3 separate regions of the Mus musculus genome follow, and all the other regions are linked to region 1. A link is a contact called in public Hi-C and HiChIP or PLAC-seq data. All regions are on one chromosome and are shown on one strand. Each heading gives the region's core, a stretch centred on a gene start, on an enhancer-like site or on the middle of the called end of the contact. The rest is flanking DNA. Distances are from core to core; before and after follow the strand shown. Region 1 has its middle 6.9 kb from the start of Gm34322. Region 2 overlaps Gm34974 (a long non-coding RNA gene). Region 3 has its middle 8.1 kb from the start of Gm34828.

Region 1 (4,691 bases), core at 611-3,110:
GGGACCAGTCTATCTGCTGGGCCAGTGCACAGGAGTCCTGTTGCCGCCAGACTCAGAGCTGCAGGTCCCAAGTCCTTGGTGGCCTGGGTCACTGTCACCCTACATTAAGAGAAGCAGTTCTGTTATTCACCCATCTCAGATTCATGGCACAGACCTCACCTCTGACCTTTGCCTCCCTTTGTCCTCCCAGTCCCGCCTGGTAGCCATGACCTGAGTCTCCTCATATCTGGGACAATTGCCATATTCCTCTCTCTCCATCACACAGTCTGGGCTTAGCGCCCCTGCATCACCTCACAGGCCCCTCGACTATTATCATTGACTTATTCTGGGTCCCATGGTGAATGACTTGATCTTGGCTCCACCTCTCTGAAGCTAAGTATGGCCTAACTTCCCACACCGCTCAGCCTCCATGTAAACAAGAGGGGGTGATGGGGAGGGTCTGAGCTACGACTCTGTCCCAGATGACTGTCTTAATTGATTTGTCCTTTGTGTATCTGTGCCTCAGTTTCCCTCCTAGAACATGGAGGGGAAACCAGATCTCAGAAAGCCAACCTGTGCCACCATAGACAAAAACCCCAGAACAGCCTTAGTTCTGCTCTACCACAACCCCATTCTGCATGCTGGATGTCAGATCAGCTGTGTGGAGGGGCCCAGGCCCCCATTTGCCTTACACCCATGGGCACCCCGCTCAAGTCCTAGCCCAGCCCCAAGGCGGCTCATCTCAGCACTCTAGGCCACCGTGAGCACAGCGGCTGCTCTTGCCCCTCAGGCGGCCAGGCTGAGCAGATGGCAGGGGAGGCAGCGGGCTGTCAGCTGCTGTTATCTCTTGCTGATGACACGGAGTGTAAATTTTGTTGGCAACACTCCCTCCTGCCTCTGCATGCCACCAGCTTTAATCACTGTAATTGAGTTATAATGAATGATTGTGCATTCACATTGTCTGAGCCAGGCACAGCCGGAACAAGCCAGTGAGCTGGGCGGTCCAGGCAGGGATCTGCACTACTCACAGAGGGGGCATTGCCTCCCTCCGGGCCTCAGACTTGAGTCCCGGGCTTTGCCCGCCTTCAGTTTTCTTCCCCAGTATGGAGGTGGCTATCCCCACAGTGTGTGCATACCTTGTGCTTTACTGTATTATCAATTTGAAATGACAATGAATTCAGACTGTGGAGAATTGGGGAGATATAGATAAACAAGAAGAAAAAGAGTGACAATGATAGAGGCCACTGTGTCCCAGACACAGGGTTATAGTCAAACTGCTGTCCTCTTCATTTTGGTATTCTTTCAGAGTTCATGGCTTTAAAAAAAAAAAAAATTCATTTAAAAAAAAATAGAATCTCTAGCCCAGGCTATTCTTGAACTCACTATGTAGCCAAGGATGACTCTAACATCTCTGTTCCTCTACCTTCCAAGTGCCAAGATCATAGGCATGTACCATTACCTTGGATTTATGCCATGCTGGGGGTGCAGGGGGATGCTAGGCACATACTCTCTGAGCTACAGAGTCAGCCTTTAGATGTCTGTTCTGCTTTGCTTTGCTTTGCTTTGCTTTGCTTTGCTTTGCTTTGCTTTGCTTTGCTTTGCTTTGCTTTGCTTTGCTTTGCTTTGCTTTGCTTTGTTTTGTTTTTGAGACAGGGTTTCTCCGTGCAGCCCTGGCTATCCTGGAACTCGCTCTGTAGACCAGGGGAATCTGCCTGCCTTTGCCTCTCAAGTACTGGGACTAAAGACATGCTCAGACTGCCCAGCTTTTCAGACTTTAAAAAACATGAGAGGAGTTACAGTTGCTGCTCTCCCCCATACTGCTGTAGTGAAGTCTGAGTGAGTCCTCATCACAAGACCTATTGCACCAACTCTGCTGTGGGAGGGGCACTCTCCAGAGCTGTCAGCCTAGGCTCAGAGGCTGTGTGTCCCGCCCCCTCCTACTTCACACAGCTGGAAGGCTGGCTGCCCAGCTGCAACCTCTTGCTGAGCCTGCTTAGGGTAGGGCACTCAGCATGCAAATGACAAATGACTCTGCTCTGAAACATTAGGCATTTCTCCCTCCGCACTTTCTCCAGACCCCCTCTACACAGAGAAGCAAGAGCTTAAGGTTTATCTCTTCCAGGAAACCAGGGGTAATGAGCATCCCCGAGTTCTGCTGCCGCTGGCTGAGTTGGAGCGCAGCTGTGATGGTTAATCTCAGTTGACAACTTGACAGAATCTAGAATCACCTGGGATGGGCCTCTGGGCATGACTAAGGGGAATTCTGTTGATTAGGCTAATTGAGATGGAAAACCCTGCCCACTGTGGGTGGTACCATTCCCATGAGCTAGGATCCCGGACTCTATAAAAAGGAGAAAGTGAGCTGAGCCCCAGCCTCCATTGCTTCCTGACTGCAGGTACAGTGTGACTAGCATCCATTGCTCTCTGCTTCCTGACTGTAGATACAGTGTGACCAGCTGCCACTCCGGCTTCTTCATGTCTCTTTTGTCATCGTGAACTATAACCTGAAACTGTAAGCTGAAATAAAGCCCTTTTCCTTTACATTGCTTTTTTCAGAGTTTCTATTTTTTAATCAAAGTCACAGGAAAAGAAACTAAGACAGGGAGGGCCCTACATAATTTGCTGTTCCATCTGTCGGGGAGGGTGAGAGGATCTTTTTAAGGTGTCCTTTCAGCTCTGACACTATACCAATAGCTGATGCCACTTCATTACATCCAGAGACTCAGTGATGACAAGGGACAGAGCAGTCACCAGAGACTGGTAGGGATTACCCCCAGGGGACAATGGAGGAAAGAAAGGATATGAATCTCTGTGCCAGGCCATGGTCCTGTGGGGCAGATCCTGGTCACCCTAATATGAGAAGCAGTGGGCTGGAGGCCAGCAGACAGGATCACATGCAAGCTCCACATGGCTCCTTTCCATATTTGCCCAGAGCCTGGGAGCTCTGCTCTACAGTGATGAGCTCAGAAGTCAGAGGTCACCTGATGCGTTTTCCACTCTTCCCTGTAGCAGGGTTTACCCTTCTCTCCCTGGCCCACCCCACTTTCTCTGTTTTTTCTGTTTTTGTTTAGTTTTGTTTTTGAGACGGTCTCCTGCAATCCATGCAGGCCTTGAATTCACTCTGTGAGTGCTGACCATTAGCTCCTGATCCACAAGTGCCACACAGCTACATCCTAGCACAGCTTTTACTTTCTATCAAGTGATGAGAATTTTATATAAAAATGTAGTATTTACATTTTATAGGGATATTTACAAATAAATAAGATTTACAATACTTAAATAATACTTCTTCATAGAGATGTACCCACTGAGCCCTATAGTGTAGGCACTGTGTATGGGCTATGCCCCCCTTTTTTTCCTGCTTTTCTTCTGCACCCACAGACTAGACTAGTTCATACTAGATGTTCAGCTTCATGAAACCTGTGCTTTGAAAGCTAGGTACCAGCAGAGGTGCTGGCCAGTTCCAAGCCCCTGGCCCCTTCATCCCTCATCATTTTCACCAAGTGGAGCTTGTGAGTCTGGTTGCCTGCTGCAAGCCGCCCTCTCAGCAAGCCATGATGCTTGTTCTTGGAGTACCTCTCGGGAAGGCATGTCAAGTGCCCTTTGGAGACCGGCTTCTCAGCAAACAATGATTACTTTGGCGAAGTGTTCTTTGTGAGCGCGTAACCCAGGTTTTAGGGTTTTCTGGGCCTTGAACCTTCTCTTTTGATGAAGCACCCATGTCTAGGATGAAAAGCTCCTTTTGTTGTTGTCTGGGGAAGCTGAAGCAGTTACCAGCCTTCATGTTCTGTGGGCACAAGGGGTACCAACTAGGCGTACATGTCCTGTGTTTCCCAGTCCTTCTTTCCTCAAATCCAGAACCAGAAAATTCCCACAAGTAAATAAAGATACAGTGACACACATCCTGTGTGCTGGGCTAGGCACTGGGACACCTAGTTCATGTTTGTTCCCAAACAGCCACATTTCCAGTTTCTCGATTTCATCTGACAGCTGATGCTTCTTTGTGCATTGCTCTTGTGAATACATACACATGGGTGCATGCAGGCATGCAAGCATGCGCATGAGCATTCACAACCCTGATCATCGTGGTTCGATGCCCTTCTCTACTCTGCTGTCTGATGCTGGACTTTCTACCTGAGCTCCACTGGTAGGGCCTGTGAGTAGAAGGGAGAGCGCCTTCTCCTCTCAGGAGATACCATACGGATCCCCAGAGTATCCTGGAGCTGAGCCCTCCATCCCTCTCACAAATGTGTGACACAATGGCTGTCCCAGAATGACTGGACTGCTCCGAAGACACCTCTAACATTGCCCCCACAGACCTCTGAGGCCAGACTGCTTCAACAGCTTCCTCCTGGTGTGGAACTAAAGCTCTGTTGCTTTCTCCAGACCTGGGGTAGCTCTGCTTGGTGGAGGCACAATCTGCCTTTCCTACCCAAATGAAGCCTACTGGTCCACACTATCAGAAGGGGACTCCCACCAAAGGCCAGGGCCATTGGGAGGAAGAAGGAGGTGACTGTTTCCAGAGGCTTGGGATAGGGGACCTCAGACACTGAAGGTCTTTTTCTTTTCAGGAAAGTACCTTTTGTTCCTGGTGCCTCACCTGACCTTACCTTGAGCTCACAGCTCTGTCACCTGCCTGGACTTCCTGGAGGAACATGCAGCAGGGTGGTGCTTAGAGTCAAGGCAACCACTGCTTCTTTCTATAGGACCTG
Region 2 (4,691 bases), core at 909-3,408, 440 kb after region 1:
TGGGATATTTTTATGAAACTTTAAAAGTTTCTAACTTGTAGGCTGCCTAATTTTGAAATGTAAATTCATGAAATGAACAAGCAAAGGATGCTAATTCATTTTTTTTTTTTTTTGGTCAACTTGACACAAACTAGAGTCCCTGAGAAGAGAGAGCCTCAGTTGATGAAGTGTCTCCATCAGATTGCCCTTAGACAAATCTGTAAGGCATTTTCCTGGTTGATGACTGATGGGGAGACTCAGCCCTTTGTGGGTGGTGCCATCCCTGGACTGTTGACCCTGGGGTCTATAAAGAAGCAGGCTGAGCAAGCCATAGAGAGCAAGCCAGTAAGTAGCAGCCCTCCATGGCTTCTGCATCAGGTCCTGCCTCCAGGTTCCTGTCTTGGCTTCCTTCAATAATGGACTGTAAACCAAATAAACCCTTTCCTTCCCAAGTTTGTTTTGAGTCAGGGTTTTATCACAATAACAACAATAGGTTAGATAGATAGATAGATAGATAGATAGATAGATAGATAGATAGATAGCAAAAAAAGTAATAGTTGCCCTGCTCGATATCAAAGTGTGTTCATAATCATCATCAATTAAAATTGTTAATCCTGGAAGAAGGCACATCAGACAGATGGATTGATGGATCGGACCAAATGTACCAATGATGTACAATGGCCAGATGTACGCCTGCCTATGTGAGACATGGAACAAGTGGTCACATATCTTTTATCTGCAGGTAAGAGTAGCTACAGACAAATAGGTGGAGAGTTGACTTCCAGCTGTCTACATGGGAAAAGCAAAAGCCAGATGCCCTCAAGGGTCATCGAGACCAGGTTAGGCAGGCTACTCTGCTGCCCCACCTCCAGGTCTCTCCTCAGTGCCCCCAGACAAGCTATCTCTGCCTCCCCTGCCCCCACAGCAGCAGGGGTGCTTGACCCCATACAGCCCTCTTTCTTGTACTGCATTTCTGTAACCAGTTTGCCTTCTCCAGGGGACAGTGTATCCCAGAGGAAGAACTGCCTCTCCTGCTGACCTCAGGGCACCAGCCCCACTCTGGGCACACTGGGGGGTGGGGGAAAGGACCAGGACTTGCAGTAAGGGCTTTGAGAAACTTCCCTGCACTCGTGGTTTGCCTGGGCACTGGGCTGAGGGACCAGTATTGATCTTAGAGCAGTATTGAGGTGGGGGGGTAGTAGAGACAGAGAGAGAAAAGCCCAAAAGGCATGGAATTTGCAACTGAGAACACCCTTGATGGGAGGAGTGACCTAATTTCTGTGGGTTGCCCTCTGACCTCCAGGCCCATGCTAATACACACACAAGCCTCCCCATCCCACGAAATAAAAAATTGTCTAGCAGGACAGGAACCCACGGCAACCGAGATGTTTCTCAGAAGAAACCAGTGTAAGGGGTTTGGCAACTGGGAACACAGGAGTGAATGGGGCAAGACATGCTGGCCCCTCCCCCGGGCACCCAGACTATCCAATATGGAAAATACCCCTTCTCCACTACATGAGAATGGGGGCCCTAGCCCTACAGGGATAAAGAGCATCAGTCGACATAGACAAAATTCACCTTGGTCCCATTCCCTCCCGGTGACCTTGGCAACCTCCACTGCTCCCCCAACTCTTCCCCACCCCCCAGGCTTCAATTCCTGGGCTGTAAATTGAGCTCAACCTTTGATTCCCCTCTTGCCTGCCTTTTGAGGAGAGCCCTAGAATTTTCCATGGGGCAGTTGCACAAAAGAGAGCCATTGAGAACTAGAGCTGATGCCTGGTATAGGGACCCTGGACTGTGCTCTGTCCCTGAGAATGGCACAGACTGCAGCTGGGGACCACAGGGACGCCTCTGGAGGCCCCGCCAGTGGCACCGCCTGCCCAAGAGGCTCCGCTCTTGTCAGAATATTAACACCCTGGGTGCATTTGTGTGTCACTCATGATTGCAACCACGGTTCCAAAAGAATTATGCAGCATGCATATTTATGAGACAAGCCCAGACAAAGACTACCGCATTTTAAAAGATGCAATTATCTCTAAAAAGTTCAGCTTTATTTTCATGCTAATGAATACAATATTTTTAAGCAAACCTAATTGGTTTGCCTGGGCTGCTCTAAAGGCCCTCAACTCATTAGAGCTCCGAGGTCCCCTTCAGAGGGGGCTTTAGAGGAACCAGGGGATGCAAAGGGGGCTGAGGCACAGTGCCCCAACCCCCTTCCTGAGCCCTCTGTCTGGGTGACCAGGAGGCCTCCAGGAGGGCCACCCTGGTAGTCTGGGAATGAGGAGATCAGGGAAACTATGGGGCAAAACGAATATCCTCCCTCCTCTGCAGGGTAGAAGCCACACCATCTACCACAGAACTTGAAACTCTGGCTCCCTAGCAGTCACTGGAGTGACATTTAGAAAGGGAATCTTTTCCTAGCCGGCTATCAGCCAAGGGCTTCAGGTCGAAGTGGGTCAAAGGGTGGCGAAGCCCAGGGCCCTTATCCCAACCCCCACCTTGAGTTTTGATGTCCTCTTGCGGGCTGGACCTGGTGCTAGCTAACTCCAGAGACACTGTCTGCTGTGGAAGCCTGTCTCTGCCTGCTCATCACGGCCTGCTGAAGGTCAGGTTGCCTTCACTACTTTACACACGAGGAAAAGGGGCCGATGAAACAACCTGCAGACCCTAGGTGTTCTCCGAGACGAGCCTAAATGACCACCCAGCCTCCTTCTGTGTCTCAGGCAACTTCCTGCAGTTTAAGCTGGGTCCTTTGCTTACATTCCTGCTTATACCCAGACCCCCAAACGCACACAGGGCACAGGGCACAGCTGTGCAGGCTGTACACCGTGCAGGCTGTACCCTATACCCACACTGATGTGGTCTCTGAAGTCCTGCAGCCGCACTATACCCAACTCAGCAGACCTTACTTCTGCTGGCTTCCTGTGGGGCCATTTGAGGATCGTATGCCTGAAAGTTGTCCGGGAAAGATTTATGGGCCCAACCTGCACATTTCTGCTTGAACAACTCCCCTTAACCACATCCTCGGGGCCAAAATCCAGGAGCCCAGAACAGAACGCTGTTCAGGAAATGACAGACAGGCTGCAAAGGCCGGAGGCCGGGAGGCCAGCAAAGCACAAACCCAAGCAAGCATAGGCTGGGAGTTGGGGGCAGGGCAGCCTCTAGCCTGGAGGTGAAGAGAGGGAGAGTCCAACTCTGAGATTTCATGCCTCACCTTTCCCATCTGCAGATGAGGAGCCTGTACCCACTGATCACTCTATGCAGACGTCTTCCATTTCTAGGAAGGCTTTGCACAGAAGAGCAGAGGAAAGAAGCTACACCTCAAAGCCAGAGTCAATCTGTAAAAACAAGCAAACAAAACAAAACAAACAGAAGGGCTGGTGAGATGGCTCAGCGGGTAAGAGCACCCGACTGCTCTTCCGAAGGTCAGGAGTTCAAATCCCAGCAACCACATGGTGGCTCACAACCATCCGTAACGGGATCTGACGCCCTCTTCTGGAGTGTCTGAAGACAGCTACAGTGTACTTACATATAATGAATAAATAAAATTTAAAAAAAAAAAAAAAAAAAAAAAAAAAACAAACAAACAGAAAAATAGGACGAGCGGGATGCTTGGTACCAAGTCCGAGAAGTTGCCCTTTGACCTGCTTGAGCATACACACACACACACACACACACACACACACACACACACACACACACACACACACACTAATTTTTAAAAATAAAAACAAGAAAAAAAAACCTTTATAAATAAGCCACCTAGGGCATGATTCTACCCACCCCTGCTGGGGGTGCACTCTCCATGTCTACCTCCTAGCTGCAGAACTGCCAGAGAAAACTGGTTCAGCAGAGGAAAAGTGGGTGGATCTTTAAACCAAGTCACTGAGCAGAGAGGAACAAGGAGGTTTCAGCCAGGGCTGGGTCCCAGAAGCACAGGGAAGACTGAGGCAGAGAGCCACAGGCTGTGGCACGGTCAGACTCTGCGGAAGCAAGGTTTCAGCGCTTGCAATAGCCTAGAAGCCTTGCTGCTACCTAAGAGGAAACACCTCCCACTACGTGAGGAGGTCACTGGGAAGCAGGAAGGCTGGTCTGAGGCTAACTCGAGCCTACCGTCTGCCTAACACCGCCACTCCTTCCCATTTGGTTACTGCTTTCACCAAATTACCACAGGCTAGAGATGCAGGACTTTGAGCAAGAAGATTAAGATGTGCCCTGGAGAGCTGGGCATGGTGGAACATGCCTGTAATTCCAGCAGTCAGGAAGCAGAAGTGGGAATGTTAGGATGTCAAAGTAACTGGGCCACCCAGAAAGACTCTGTCTCAAATAATCGAGGTCTGGGGAGGTGGCTTAGTCAGTCATCAACGTGCTTGTCCTCAAAACATGAAGTCCTGAGTTTACATCCCCAGAAACCACACAATTAAAGGTCAGTCATGGTGCTGCTTGCCTGTAATCCCAGTCCTAGGGAGGCAGGGACAAGAAGATCCTTGGAATACATTAGCCTGGCTGAACTGGTGAGATCCAGGCTCAATGAGAGAATCTATCTCAAAAGGTAAGGTGGACCACTATCAACAAAGGCATGAATGTCAACATACACAAGCACATACACGTGTACACACACACAAGCATGTACACACCCACACCCACATACCCACACACCCACATATGTCTCTAAGCAAAGGGATGAACTGGAAACCCTGCTCTGAGAGTGT
Region 3 (4,691 bases), core at 1,047-3,546, 400 kb after region 1:
ACTAGCATAATCTTTCGGTCAACCATCTGCCAACTATAGGAGTTGAGCTGAGTCTACTTGCAGAAGATCATCATGGCTAGGCTTGTTCCCTGTTGACAGTCCTTTGAAGGGATGAGTAGAGAGGATCATGGGACCCTCACCTGTGTATGCCCCCACTTTTCCCACCCTCCTCCCTTTCACCCTCCCAGGATATCTCAGTGTCTTCCCATCTTCCTGACCACCTCCTCTTTCCCTAAAACAAGGTGACAGCTCCTGTCTGTCCCCATGCCTCCTCCAGGCTTGCTTTAGCCTGGACAACAAAGTGCTCTATGGCCAAAGCCCACCTAGCCTTCTGCTTCATCTCTACCCTGGTGCCTTCACTCTAGAAACCCCAAACATATCCAGCCGCAGACAGGCCACTCTCCCCATACCTGCCCAGTTATATGCTCTCTCACAACCTGACCCTTCTCGGACAGGCCTCTCACCTGGGGGGTCTCAGCCCTAACTCAAAGAGGCCAGGTTTCAACCTCTGGCCTCCAACTCCTGCCCCACTCCTAGGCAGGGCCAGGCCCTTTCCACTGGCTCCATTAGAGCCAGTTCAGGCCACTTACTCACAAGTTTTATGCCCACTAATTCCCAGCCCCACGGGGACCATTTTCAGTTCATCTCCATATGTCTCATCCCCGGTGGCTTTGCATCCTGCTGGGCCTATGTAAATAACCAGATGCAGGGTGGGCCTAGTGGTATAACAAGACACTCCACAAGGACTGAAGATGCCTCCAGTGATGAAGAGGAGGAAAACACTAGCACCCTACCTCAGGAGCTCTAAGGAGGTAACAGGCATCTGAGAGCCATCCAGGGTGCTCACGAAGCCCAGTGGTGAGGGATTAGCTCTGTGGACACTGCTGAACTCTAAGACTCTAGGATGGAATCCTGGGAGTGCTGGAGACATCCAAAAAGTGGTCTCTCTCCCTACTACATCCCCAAGCATCCAGAGCTTGAGCCAAGGTAAATAGACTGAAGGACTGAGGAAGACTTGCATCTCTAGCCAGTCCCACCCAGGAGTAGCCTTATGAAGAGGTTGGAGCCTCAGGAGTTGGCCATCCTAGAGGAGGGACAACAAAGTCATTCCAAAAAGAAGTACCCCACAGCTGAGTGCCAAGGAACAGTTCCATGTCCCGCCCCAATCCATCCCTAGGTGACTGCCCACAGATCATGCCTGACATTCTGGAGGACAGATCATCTGCCCATGTGGGAGGGGTCACAGCCGGGAAGTAAAGGACAGTGACCTACAGAAGACAGATAGGGAGTGTGGGAAATTTGGTGTCACTAACAACCTCTCTTCCTAGAGAGCCAAGCAGGGCTAGAGGTGACAGATTTCACCTGACCTTGGTCTTGTGTGATCTGGAGATGTGTCAATCATGACCACGTGCCAACACCAAAGGAGATCAAACAGGAGCAGAGGCTGGAACAACTCCTGGCAGAACAGCACAGCCAGCTAACAACTCTCAGAGTCTGTTTCCTTCCCATCCCTTCCCCAAGACCAAAGTGCCTCCCTGAGCCTGATCCTCAACACATGGACCTCAAGGTACAAGGACCAGATGAGAACCCCAGATCACCTGAGCCCCTTTTTACAGAGACGGAAACCGAAGCTCTGGAAAGGAAAGGCTCAGCAGAGCATACATGCAGCTGCTGGAACGGAACACCAGTTCAAAGCAGAGCAAGGATGAAGCTCTCCATCCCACATGGCACCACCCCTGCATCACCCCACCCCCAGGCGCATCTGTCCGTGAAAACTGTTACTGTCAGTCGCCGCCCTCCCCAACCTCCATCCTTCCCTTCTTCCTGAAACCAGAACATTGTGCAGAGTAGAGAGGTGGGAGTAGGGCAGCCAGTGGGCAGAAGTGTGATGGTGAAACTCAAGGTACTGGAGAGAAGAAGTCTGGGGACAGCCTCATCACTTTGGGCCATGCAGCCTGGCTGTTGGTACACTGCGCCCCACTGTGCTTTGTCCTGGCTCCTAGCTTGCCCTCCCAGGTTTGACGCACAGCAGTGAAATGCAGAGCTGACCGAGAGAAAAAGCACCTAATCATGTAAGACCCACTCCTGAGAAGCCAAGGCGCGTCACACCCCCAGGTCCTGGTCCCAGGTGCTCTCTGTAGCCCACTGGATGTAGTTGGCCTCATACAGCCATATGAAACTACAGTTAAAAAGGCACAGCAGCAATCCGGAGCTCTCCCTGTTTACGACAGAGTACCACCTCCTACAGCAGCCGCACCACCTTCGCCCACACATGCCTGATGCCACCAAAACAGGCTGTCACAGCAGAGACAGGCCTCTGGTGCCCTCTACTGTTTGACACTCCTGCACCATAGCTGGAGGATGGCACCAAGGCTGGCAGGGGAGACTGGGGAATGGCACCTGCCCCCATTGGGTTGTCCCAGTTTATAACAGCCCCTCCATCCATTTTCCAAGGGGATCCAAAAAAGCATGATACCGCTGCCAGGGGTAGATCAGCAGGGTGTGTCTTGTTGACAGACCACCTAGAGGAATGGCTTGCTAGTGAGCCAGCATGGTAGTGCACATCTGTAATCCCACACCCAGAGAGGCTGAGGCAGGAGGATCCCAAGTTCCAGCCAATCTGGGATGCCTAGGGAGACCCTGATCAGAAAAGAGCTGCTAGTAAGACAGGCTCCTCTCCATCATGGACTGTCTCTCTGCAGAGGCTGCTTCCAGTGTCCCCAACTTGTAGTTCAAGGTCATCACTACTCACAAGGACAATAGCCTCCCTAATTCTGCCCTACTTAGGATCCCCAAGAGTCAAAGAACACAGAAGTAAAATAGCTAGAGATGTATGGCTAGGTATGGAGAGCCACATACAAAGACACATGCCTCTCTCTCCTCTCTCTCTCTCTCTCTCTCTCTCTCTCTCTCTCTCTCTGTCTGTGTGTGTGTGTGTGTGTGTGTGTGTGCGTGCGCGCGCGCTCATGAATATACATATAAAGAGAAAGAAGGAGGTCGAAAGGGAGAAGGGGAAACTGTTGTGAACTGTCCCCTGTCCACTGTCTGCAGAGCTGACCAGTGCCTAAAGCTTTTGGGACGAGATGACATAGCCGGGAGTGTCTAACCCACCTGACAGCAAGTACAGGCCAGAATATATGGGAATTTGGCCCAAGACAAAACTTTAAACTTACTTAAAATACTATGAAGTGGTTTCTGTTGCAATTTTTGTAACTTGAGTGCATGATTCTCAATCACGAACTCTGTAGATGATGTCATTCTGCCTGCTGCCACTCAAAATAACCATAGGCCTGGTCTAGCAATGCCTGGGCCATGGGTAGGATGTCCCTGGAATAAAGTGCAGCTCAAGACAACTCTTCATCAACCAATATGCCCCCAGAGAAGCCAAAGAGAGGGGCTCCTCGGCTCTAGATCACAGTCTCTAGTTCAACTTCACAACATCGGCCTGGAATCCACTGGATTTCTAATCACCTAGACAGAAACAGGCAGTGGGCTTGATTGATTTAAATGTTAGTCTCGGACATAAAATATTTTGTGATACCTTGGCTGGTGTCTGACTAAACCACCAGTCACCGTAGCATATGCAAATCAACACATGCCATCAGCCATCGCACTCCTCGTGGGCTTTGTGTGTCCACCAAGCATGTGCCAAAGTATCAACTCTGCGCCAGATCATGGGAAACCTTGTGTGTACAAGGCACGTCTCTATTCTTTCACAGTCTTTGTTAACCTGGGGCTTCCTGGTCCAAAGGGCCAGCCTTAACAGATGAATTGATTGATGACTTATCTTGCTTCTGTGTCACGATGCTTGGCAAAAGCAACTTAAGGGGAAAGGGTTTGTTCCGGCTCACAGTTTCAGTGTGCAGCCCGTTGCAGCAGAGAAGGCATGGGAGTGGGAGCTTGAGGCAGCTGGCCACGTTGCACCCAGGGTAGTCAGGAAGGAGATGTGATGTGCTGCTGTTGTTTATCTCACTTCCTCCTTCTCTTCAGCCTAGGCCTCCAGTCCCTAAAATGTGCACCCAAGTTAGGGAGATTCTTTTCATCTCAGAGAATCTAGTCTGGATCCTCTCAGGTATGCCTAGAAGCTTGTCCCCTAGGCGACTGTAGATTCTGCAAGGTGACAATCAATATAAGCCATCAGGACTGGAGAGATGGCTCAGTGCATGAATCATTCAGATGCCCATGTAAAAGCCAGGAAGGTATGGCAGCTCCACCCTGTAACTCCAGAATTTGTATGGCAGGGCAATCTCAGAGCAAGTCGGGTAGCTCGACAAACCCAATCAAAGAGCTCTGGGTTCGATTGGCAGGCCTTGCCTCAATGAATAAAGTAGAAAACAATCAAGGAAGACACTTCAATCTCCAGCAGCCACACATATGTGCTTGTACATGTACACGTATACACACGTGCCTACACACATGGGAAACCCATATATACAAGTCTGGCGTACATATTACACACACTTATCCATGAAAGAAAAAAAATCACACTCATCACCACATTATGTTCATGTCTGGCTAGGTCCAGTGGGTATCACAGACTGTGATCTTGAATGGAGATGCTAAGCCTAACCTTTAACCTCCCCCACAACGCTCACAAGCAAGGGCCCTGGATGAGGACCGCCCAGCTGAGCCCACTGGCCCTGTGGCAAGGGTGTGCAGTGCCCACAGTGTGGGCTCAGCAAAGCAGAGCA

Evidence for each region. A called contact is a pair of places that touch in the nucleus more often than the background predicts. HiChIP or PLAC-seq counts read pairs in DNA pulled down with a chosen protein or histone mark.
Region 2: an H3K4me3 HiChIP or PLAC-seq map of embryonic basal ganglia shows a contact between it and region 1, with 3 times the contacts expected there. The contact joins two enhancer-like sites. A contact is called at or near these places in 3 of 484 Hi-C or Micro-C datasets (bone marrow-derived macrophages, embryonic stem cells and nephron progenitors), 4 of 115 datasets of contacts at active chromatin or transcription factors (embryonic basal ganglia, embryonic stem cells and oligodendrocyte precursor cells) and 1 of 9 other capture datasets (embryonic stem cells).
Region 3: a contact with region 1 is called in a Hi-C map of the N1E-115 cell line, with 6 times the contacts expected there. The contact joins two enhancer-like sites. A contact is called at or near these places in 1 of 15 datasets of contacts at CTCF or cohesin (large pre-B cells), 5 of 484 Hi-C or Micro-C datasets (the N1E-115 cell line, Th1 cells, bone marrow-derived macrophages and 2 more), 4 of 115 datasets of contacts at active chromatin or transcription factors (CD8 T cells, embryonic stem cells, pancreatic cancer cells and 1 more) and 1 of 9 other capture datasets (embryonic stem cells).

Annotation. Positions count from the first base shown.
Region 1 is chr9:61,433,406-61,438,096 of GRCm38.p6, forward strand. No RefSeq gene overlaps it. Among named protein-coding and RNA genes, the nearest start is that of Gm34322, 6.9 kb to the right of the region's middle. Within about 2 kb of position 1,861, at least 131 of the 459 cell types and tissues checked have an H3K27ac peak or open chromatin away from gene starts, as enhancers often do. A contact at or near this core is called in the N1E-115 cell line, bone marrow-derived macrophages and embryonic basal ganglia, where this site is marked.
Region 2 is chr9:61,870,558-61,875,248 of GRCm38.p6, forward strand. It overlaps Gm34974 (a long non-coding RNA gene), which reads right to left. Exons shown (of 6, transcript XR_001779199.2): 3 at 3,194-3,317. Among named protein-coding and RNA genes, the nearest start is that of Gm34974, 26 kb to the right of the region's middle. Within about 2 kb of position 2,159, at least 53 of the 459 cell types and tissues checked have an H3K27ac peak or open chromatin away from gene starts, as enhancers often do. A contact at or near this core is called in embryonic basal ganglia, where this site is marked.
Region 3 is chr9:61,828,150-61,832,840 of GRCm38.p6, forward strand. No RefSeq gene overlaps it. Among named protein-coding and RNA genes, the nearest start is that of Gm34828, 8.1 kb to the left of the region's middle. Within about 2 kb of position 2,297, at least 19 of the 459 cell types and tissues checked have an H3K27ac peak or open chromatin away from gene starts, as enhancers often do. A contact at or near this core is called in the N1E-115 cell line and bone marrow-derived macrophages, where this site is marked.